Linked DNA regions of Anas platyrhynchos: regions 1 and 3 are each linked to region 2. Evidence: chromatin contacts called from public Hi-C data. All regions are on one chromosome and are shown on one strand. Each heading gives the region's core, a stretch centred on a gene start, on an enhancer-like site or on the middle of the called end of the contact. The rest is flanking DNA. Distances are from core to core; before and after follow the strand shown. Region 1 holds the start of TM2D1 (TM2 domain containing 1). Region 2 overlaps NFIA (nuclear factor I A). Region 3 overlaps TM2D1 (TM2 domain containing 1).

Region 1 (2,700 bases), core at 114-2,613, 300 kb before region 2:
ACAAATCTCCCAAAAGCCGTTAGACAGCCAGTGATGTGAAATATTGCTGAGATCTTTGTCAGACATCCATATATTTTAAACCAACATTTTTACTGATTCTCTGAGCACCTGGGGCCATAACAGACCTTTCATTGGTACTGACAGACTCATCCCTAAGTCACCATTCATCCACAAAAACATTCACTGGTGAAACCAGAAGACTTTAAAAAGGGCTGGTTAATGACATTCTCTTAAATACCACCTGGGAGTTGTTTCCAAGCTTTTAAAGCTTCTAGGTCCCCATTTGTTTTTCAGGAAATGCTTCTAGCGTGGATGGAAACTTCTGACAGTAGTGCTGCCTTTCCCAAGTACGTTCACCACTGAACAGTCTCTTCACCTCAAACAGTCCGTGATCCCCAGCAGCTCACAGCTGAAAACTGATGCTTTCAGAAACAAGCACTAGAAAAATATGGAATAACTCTTTAAAAAGTGAGAAACAAACAAAGGTTGGTTATCACCACAAAAAAATACTTTACGAGGAGCAAACAGTGATGAAGATAAAGCTTGTCTTCTGCAGGTATTTAGCACACATTTAAAAAAAAAAAAAAGTAGAGAAAAAGAAAAACGAAGCAAGAGAAGGTACTTTACCAGTACACAATCACAATTTTACATGAAAACACAAGACGGCTCGAGGGCTCTCCTAGCCGGGCCTGGCAGAGCCGGGCGGGCACGGGCCACCCACTTTACCTCAGATCTGAGGAATTTTCTCTGAAACTCTCTCGAAGGTGCCCACAGCTCCCAGAGCAGTGCCAGGACAGTGTTCACGGGCACCAGGCGGGAGGTTAGGCCTGCCATGCCGGTGATCGTCCCTCAGCCCCGTACTTGTCCCTCAACCGCCTGCCCACGCTGCTCTCACCCCTCCTAACCCAGTCCTCACCAGCCGCTTCCAGGCGGTTCCTGTAGAGGAGGACGCCCCCCGAGAGCAGCCCCGGGTCCCCTCACAGCCCCTTCACCGCCCCCCATCGCCCCGCGCCGCCCCGCTGAGGCGGGGCCGACATCTTGGGTAAGGGCAGAGGGGCGCCGTCCCTCGGGCGGCCATCTTTGTCCAGGGTACAGAGCCCGGCGGGCCTGCACGGGCGCCATCTTGGGTAAGGGCACGCTGTGCCCTCACCGCCTCCCCGAGCCGCCTCAGGAGCCATATTTACCGAGGCCAACCCCTGAAAGAGCCAAAAATAGACAAATAAATAAATAAAAGCGGCACCCAGAGGGCCGCCCGCGCAGCCGGCTCCCCCGGAGGCAGGGCGGTGGGGCCGCTCCTCCTCCTCCTCCTTCTCCTCCTCCTCCCCCCCCGCGGCGTCACTGACGGCGGCCGCGGCTCCCAAGATGGCCGCCCGGCCGGGGCGGCGGCCGGCGGGAGCGGCGGGGACGGTGCTGAGGTGGCGAGGGGCGGCCGATGCCCCGTTCCCCTTCCTCCTCCCTTTTCTCCTCTTCCTCCTCTGGTTCGCAGCCGTGAGGGCAGCGGCGAGCTCGGAGCCGCCGCCCAAGTGCGACGAGCTGCGGCTGGGGCAATATCCTGAGCGCGGCCGCGGCGGGGGGGACGGGGGTCGGGGGCTGAGGGGATGGGGCCGGCGGCTGTGAGGCACCGGGGGGCAGCGGTGGTGGCAGGGACACCCTCGGGTGGAAGGGGCGGGAGGGAGGGGGTGTGTGTGTGTGGTGGCACGGGTTTGTTTGGGGGTAGCTTGGAAAAAAAAAGTTAATTTCACCTCCTGCCTTACTTGGCCGTGGGAGTTCAGCCCTCTGAAAATTTGTTCCTGCTCACGATTTCTTTAGTCCAAATTCCCGGCGTTTCCGATGTTCGTTTTTAGGTGTTCTTTGAAATTTGTTATTGTAGCTTTAATCTTCTCAACCAAATGCCTCGGTTTAAAGGTACCCCGGTATCAAAATAAGGAAGGAAGCATAGGCTGGGGTTTTCTACCTTGTCGCCTTCAAATACAGAGACTGTGACTGATAAATATTGTAGTTCCCTTAGGTAGTGCTGACTGCAGCACTAATTAAGCGTGGAGCTTATGCAATATATTGATGTATTAAATTGGATTAGCAGATTTGCTGTATGGTAATGTGCTGTTCCTATTTGGGGGGATGGGGAGGGAGGAAAACTGACATCAAGGTACATCTTTAATCCTCAGAGGTTAAAGAGGGTGGAATAAATTAATGTTAAACCTGTTGTAGTGTTTGATATGAGAAATGTTTTCCTCAATTACCTGAACATATATGTGTGATGAGCCTAAAATAGACAATAGCACACAAGAACCAATGAATTGTACAAATCACACGGCATATGGTAAGGATTTCCAATTTCTAACATATATTGACAGTAATTACATTTTCCAAGGAAGCATTTAATTCATGCATTTATGTATCTGCTAGATGAGCTTTTAAAACATGGGATTAGTAATGTCATTAGTGTGAAAGCCTGGAACATTTGTGTACATGGGATGCTTCACTGAAAATGAATAAATACGTTGTCTCTCGTTGGTACGTTTTTAAGTGAGGTTTCTGGTAAGCCTCTTCAAAGTATGTCATATCTTCTAGGCCCTGTCCTTCTCTACTGTGATTAGAGCAAACCATTCCTGTCCTACTCAGTTTTGCATATACTTAGAAGAACTGACATATGGCAGAGCAACCTCAAAACCTTCAAAATCTGTATAATTCTTTTAAGGA
Region 2 (2,700 bases), core at 51-2,550:
ACCATGCAGCATGTGCAGCATGTGCAGTGTGCACCGTGCAGTGTGCACAGCGTGCAGCATGTGCAACGTGCAGCAGGGACGGAGCATTGTGCCCAGGAATGGGGGGCAGAGCACCCCCTGGCAGCAGGAGCATCCCGGTGCCGTTGCACAAGAACGGGACACGTCCCCTCCGCCCTGTGCACGGCACACGAGGACACGCACGCCCCCAGCCCTGGCCAGGCCTCAGGAAGTTCTCTGCCGTCCTCCGGAGCAGACGAGGGCGGTGCAATTGGCGTTTAATTGCAAGCACCACGAGATCTGCTCCGAGAGGGACGCCGAAGGCCCCTGTAAATGGCTATCTAACTTGATTTAAAAAGTGTGAGCGTAGGACACGGCGAAGGTTGCTTCCCCTTGGTACCACAAGCTTGCATTCGGCCCAAGGACAGCAGCAGCAGAGCCGCGGCGTTGCTGGATTTCTCAGCAGAAGTTCGCAGTGGACTGCGAGACAGCTGGAATTCATATTAGAATATTTTTAACGTGCTCTTACAAATACTTTGGCATACGCCTCTTCCACTCCTTTTAATGATGTTGACTTCATTTCCTTTAATATGGGGGAAAAATGCTACACCAACAAAACTTAATTAAATTAATAAGAAGAAACAATAATAAATAATTCCAGTTGCGTTGCTGCGGGGTTGCAAAACACGGCTCAGGATGTTTGCCTGATAAAACGTCACCGCCGCGCAGCAGAGCAGGGCCGCCCTCCCTCCCCGTGCACCCTGTGCCCCATGGCTTACACCAACCACCCCACGGGGCCCAGGGACGCCGGGGCTGTTCCTAAACCATCTCTGCTTAGCACCACGGGGCCCCAGCAGCCAGTGAGAGCGTGGGGCTGCAATTCTGCTGGGGAATGCGTGTGCCACGTGCAGATGCATGCATGTGCGTGTGCATGATAGGCACGTGCACGCGCGCTGATAGGTGCACGTGCATCTATGCATGGGGGCATGCACGTGTGCAGCCTGTGTGCATGCACAGGCATGATTGTGCACACGTGTGCATGCATGTGTGCAGTCTGTGCGTGCATGGGCGTGATTGTGTGTGCACGCGTGTGCAGCCTGGGTGCACGCACGGCCATAACCGTGCACACCTGTGTGCAGCCTGTGCACGCACGTGCCTGACTCCACGTGCACGTGTGCACATCTGTGTGCACACACGCCTGCGTGCTTGTGCACGCGCCTGCACGCCTGTGTGCTCGCACCCGTGCCCGGTGCGTGTGCGTGTGCCCGCTCGTGCCCGCGCGCCGAGCACGCGGCGCCCCCTGGAGGCGCGACCCCGCCGCCGCCCCCCCCCCCGGCTCCCCCCGGTCCCATCCCGGTGGCGGCGGGGCCCGCGCTGCCCCCTCCCGGCCGCTGCCGGCCCGGGGGCCCCGTCGGGGATTGAGGAGGAGGAGGAGGAGGAAGGACGGAGGGGGGGGTCAGGGAATGCGGGTGGCACGGTGCTGGCTGCTGGCAGCCCAGATCTGCAGGGGAGACGGCGGTCCGTCCTCATCCTCATCCTCATCCTCATCCTCATCCTCATCCTCATCCTCATCCTCATCCTCATCCTCATCCTCATCCTCACCCTCACCCTCACCCTCACCCTCATCCTCATCCTCATCCTCATCCTCATCCTCATCCTCATCCTCATCCTCATCCTCATCCCCATCCTCATCCCCATCCCCATCCCCATCCTCATCCTCACCCTCACCCTCATCCTCATCCTCATCCTCATCCTCATCCTCATCCTCATCCTCATCCTCATCCTCATCCTCATCCTCACCCTCATCCTCACCCTCATCCTCACCTTCATCTCATCCTCACCCTCATCATCCTCATCTTCATCCCCATCCCCACCCTCACCCACCAGCACCACCCCTTGAACCTGTGCCTGAGCCCTGCGCCCCGCAGGACGCACACGGAGGATTTCTGGGTGCCCTCGGGGTGTCGTGCCCCGTGCCCTGCTGTGACGGGCAATCCCCGGTGTTTCCCCAAATCCCACCCAGGCTCTTACACAAGGGCTGAACGCATCACCCCAGGGGTACGGACACACATCGGTGCCAGGTGCTGGTGCAACCTGCCACGGAAACGTAATTCTAGGGAACGGTAACTCCTGCACCTGAGCACGTGCCTGTGCAGATCTGGGAAATATCCTCCTTTGGCTTCTGGGGGCTGATTTCCTGAACCTCAGCACAAAAATCCCATTTTCACACCAAGTTTCAGGGACTCTAACCCGGCAGAGGGCTTCTCGACATGCTCTCGAAAAACTCTCCGTGGCCACTCGTGTGGGTGACGCGCTGGCTGGTGCTCACCGAGCGAAGACGCGGATTTTTACCTGCCCGGCCCATTTTTTTTTTACCCATGTAATAAAATATGACACTAGAGGGCGGCCTGTTAATGTAATTCAATAACGAAGCTGCAGTGGCTGCAGGTGGAGACGCGGCTCCGATGCTTTGCAGTCCTGGGCACGGCACCTGATTCCCCCGGGATAGCCCCGAGACACGGGGGGGATCCAGAGGGGCACACCAGAGCCCCCCAAATAACAAATATCCCAAGAAATGGGGTTTGCCAGCAGGCCACACGATCTGTGTAGTGTCACGAGCAGTCCTGCTTCAGCAAAGCTCAGAGGAGGAGGTAACAGGAGCCATCCCCTGCTCCCTGACCCCAAATCCTCACCCTGCCCCAA
Region 3 (2,751 bases), core at 42-2,541, 280 kb before region 2:
GGGGTGGCTGTACCTGTGCGATGTACCTGTCCCCAACCAGTGGCAGGACAGAGCGAGATGCACGTTTTGTTACCTCTGGAAAGCACCATTTCTCCCCTTGGAACCTGTGGCTGCTTCTCTTACACAGCTGCACTCCAGAGCAGGTGTGTGAGACGTCTTGGAGGCAGCTGATCCACGGAGCGCAACCAGAAGCACTGGGGTAAACCTCCATCCTTTGGAGGGCTGTCGCAGTAATTGCCAGCTTTTATGTCTCTTGCACCACCTCAGCTAAAACCAAGGTGCTGGCTGCCCTGGTGCTTCCCTTTCGGGGAGCTGAGATGCCCGAGGTGCTGGGAGAGCTGCACAGCCTCCGACTGCCTTTCAGGTCGAAGCATTCAAACGAGAAGGAAGTTGGCAGCGCCCGGGGTTATCCTGCCCCACTGCTCCAGCGTGCCAGGCTGCCAGGGGTGGGCCAGAGAGCAGCTCAGGTTTGGCTGGCTCAGAATAAAGTAGCACAAAACTCCTCGTCGTGAACCTGTTCTGCAGAGGGTGCTTTGCCCTCGAGTCAGGAGAGTGGTGGGAATGAAATTATTAATGCATTCTGTTTCCTTTACACAGAACCTTCCTCAGGTCCTCGGATTTACTGTGAAGAAAACAGCAAGAACGTGTAAGGGGAGAGCACGGACTGCAAAGCACTGACTGGGTGTTCACCTTGAGCCCGAAGAGACTGCCCAACATATGGATTGTGTTGGCAGAGGCAGAAGCCTGGGGAATGCAGAGGTGGGGGGTAATTTTTAGGGCTTTCATTCCATGGTCCCATTGATTATAACCCTATTAAGAGGATGATGCATGCGACTTTTAAGTTATTTTGTTAACTAAGTGTAAGCAATGGATGTGTCATGCTAACAAACATAATTGCTGGTGTGTCTAATACAGTATGAAAGTACAGTATAGTGAATTTAAAAGGTTGTGGTAATCTAAGAATGTTAAAAGGGAAATGTGTGCCTGGGGGGCGTGGGGGCTGGGGAGAAAAACGACTTACTTGACATTCACTGTCTTCCTCCCAGCTCCTTTGCTAAAGTAGGAACAGAATCGGAACAAAAAAATGTTTGTTTTACAGCTGTACCAAGTTACGGCGTGGACTCGTGCTCCCCCCTCCTCTCCCACTTGCATCAAGTACATCCTGTACTTTTGGCAACATGTTGACTGGATATTTAAAAGCTGTGAACTGTTCTGAAAGTTTCACATACTGGGTTATGGGCCATGTGTGTTTGATCAAAATTCAATTACTGCACTGTACCATGCTTGGAAACCTATCATCCCAAGTTATGAAGTATGACGAAATAGGCTAATCTAATTGGTTCAGTATGGGAGCAGTATCAACCAAGCTTGTTATGATAAATAGCTTCCTGTGTTAAAGGTTCTCTAGAGCTTAAGTATCTTGGCTCACCTCCCTCTACAAAATAAGAATAGTGTTCCCTGGGAACAGTTACATCACTGTCCCTCTTCTACATTCACAATTAAAGGTTTGTGGATTTTTTTTCATCTTGCTGTTCCTTGAATAGATAAACTGTGGCCATCTACCCCGTTCCCCACTTCCATCTCCTTCCCCTTTCCTCAGGTTAGCTCACGTTGGGCTTGCCCTGAGCCTACAGGTTCTGTTTCAGGGGTAGGTGGCGGTAGGGGTAGGTGAGCCAAAATGGACCAGGACGCCAAAACCCACCTTGGGCTGGAGGATGGGGGTTGCGTGCCGGGACGTCAGTGCACGTGGTGTGTATGTTCATACAGAGATGGGGAATTTTTGATGTTAAGTTAAATGTGGAAGCACTTGAACCTTTCTAAACACCTAATAAAAGTGAGTTTCATACTTATGGATGTGCTATTATCTTCTTGAAACTGAAGTTTTAGTTCATCAGTGGTTAAACACAGTTTGCAAGCACTGGATTATGGCTCGGGAAGGACTATGTTCTAAGCCTGGATTTGTAGTGACTGAATTTGTCACTAAGACAGCGAGCGGTCTCCCCTGAGATGATACTGGCTCCATGGTGTTATTTGGTCCATCCTTGGCAAGAAGTGCTTAGCTTGGATTTCGATGTCACAGTAACAGACAGTGTCGAGGGAAAAAGCCTGGAGAAGTGGCTCCCGATGCTCCGGCTGTTCAATTTTTTCCTTTCTTGAGCCACACCCCTACACGTGTCTTCTAATTCAGAAATCCCCTGCAGGCAAAATAATTGTGTGATGACCGTTTTACAAAGGCACACTATGGGCCTGGTCTTGCAAGTGCCTTTAACTTGGACGAAATTTCTCCCAAGAATAAAGTTATTCACATATTTAAGAGTTGATAGAATGAGCCCTTATGCAAGTGAGTCTTCATATTAGCCCCAAGACTGCCTAATACCTGGATTAAGCCTGTATGGTGATTAATGCCTGTTTACTGTATCTGTTATCCCACTGCATTTTGCTCTTCAGCCTTGATTAAGCCCTTTGCTTTACCATTTAAAATGTCCTGCTTAACCTTCTGCTTACAAACGTACATAGTGCTGAGGTCTGCATTTTTAACTAGCACAAGTTCTACCATAAATAATAGCATTTAATTTTAAAGTGCAACAGCTACAGTCACCACTTGATCAAATGACAAAGAACAGCAACGGCAAACCGGGGAACACGGAATTTTTCACAACAAATATCTACGTTCGCCTTAGAGAAAAAAATACACCTTCCTGCTCCTGATAAGCACTTTCTGTGCAGCTCTTTATTTTACATGTTTATAAA

The links. Hi-C and Micro-C count contacts between places; a contact is called where the count stands out from the background.
Region 1: a contact with region 2 is called in a Hi-C map of skeletal muscle, with 2.0 times the contacts expected there. The contact joins the promoter of TM2D1 here to the enhancer-like site in region 2. A contact is called at or near these places in 4 of 8 Hi-C or Micro-C datasets (liver, skeletal muscle and subcutaneous adipose tissue).
Region 3: a Hi-C map of subcutaneous adipose tissue shows a contact between it and region 2, with 3 times the contacts expected there. The contact joins two enhancer-like sites. A contact is called at or near these places in 3 of 8 Hi-C or Micro-C datasets (liver, skeletal muscle and subcutaneous adipose tissue).

What each region holds. Positions count from the first base shown.
Region 1 is chr8:36,676,142-36,678,841 of IASCAAS_PekinDuck_T2T, reverse strand. TM2D1 (TM2 domain containing 1) reads left to right here and starts at 1,363. Exons shown (of 7, transcript XM_072041448.1): 1 at 1,363-1,551; 2 at 2,251-2,320. The coding sequence starts at 1,363. It overlaps LOC140002995 (a long non-coding RNA gene), which reads right to left and starts at 1,056. Exons shown (of 2, transcript XR_011810841.1): 1 at 917-1,056; 2 at 1-438.
Region 2 is chr8:36,380,346-36,383,045 of IASCAAS_PekinDuck_T2T, reverse strand. The region is part of intron 2 of NFIA (nuclear factor I A); the gene reads right to left. Among named protein-coding and RNA genes, the nearest start is that of NFIA, 110 kb to the right of the region's middle. Within about 2 kb of position 1,300, at least 1 of the 8 cell types and tissues checked has an H3K27ac peak or open chromatin away from gene starts, as enhancers often do. A contact at or near this core is called in subcutaneous adipose tissue, where this site is marked.
Region 3 is chr8:36,657,436-36,660,186 of IASCAAS_PekinDuck_T2T, reverse strand. TM2D1 (TM2 domain containing 1) reads left to right here. Exons shown (of 7, transcript XM_072041448.1): 7 at 598-1,850. Among named protein-coding and RNA genes, the nearest start is that of TM2D1, 19 kb to the left of the region's middle. Within about 2 kb of position 1,291, at least 3 of the 8 cell types and tissues checked have an H3K27ac peak or open chromatin away from gene starts, as enhancers often do. A contact at or near this core is called in subcutaneous adipose tissue, where this site is marked.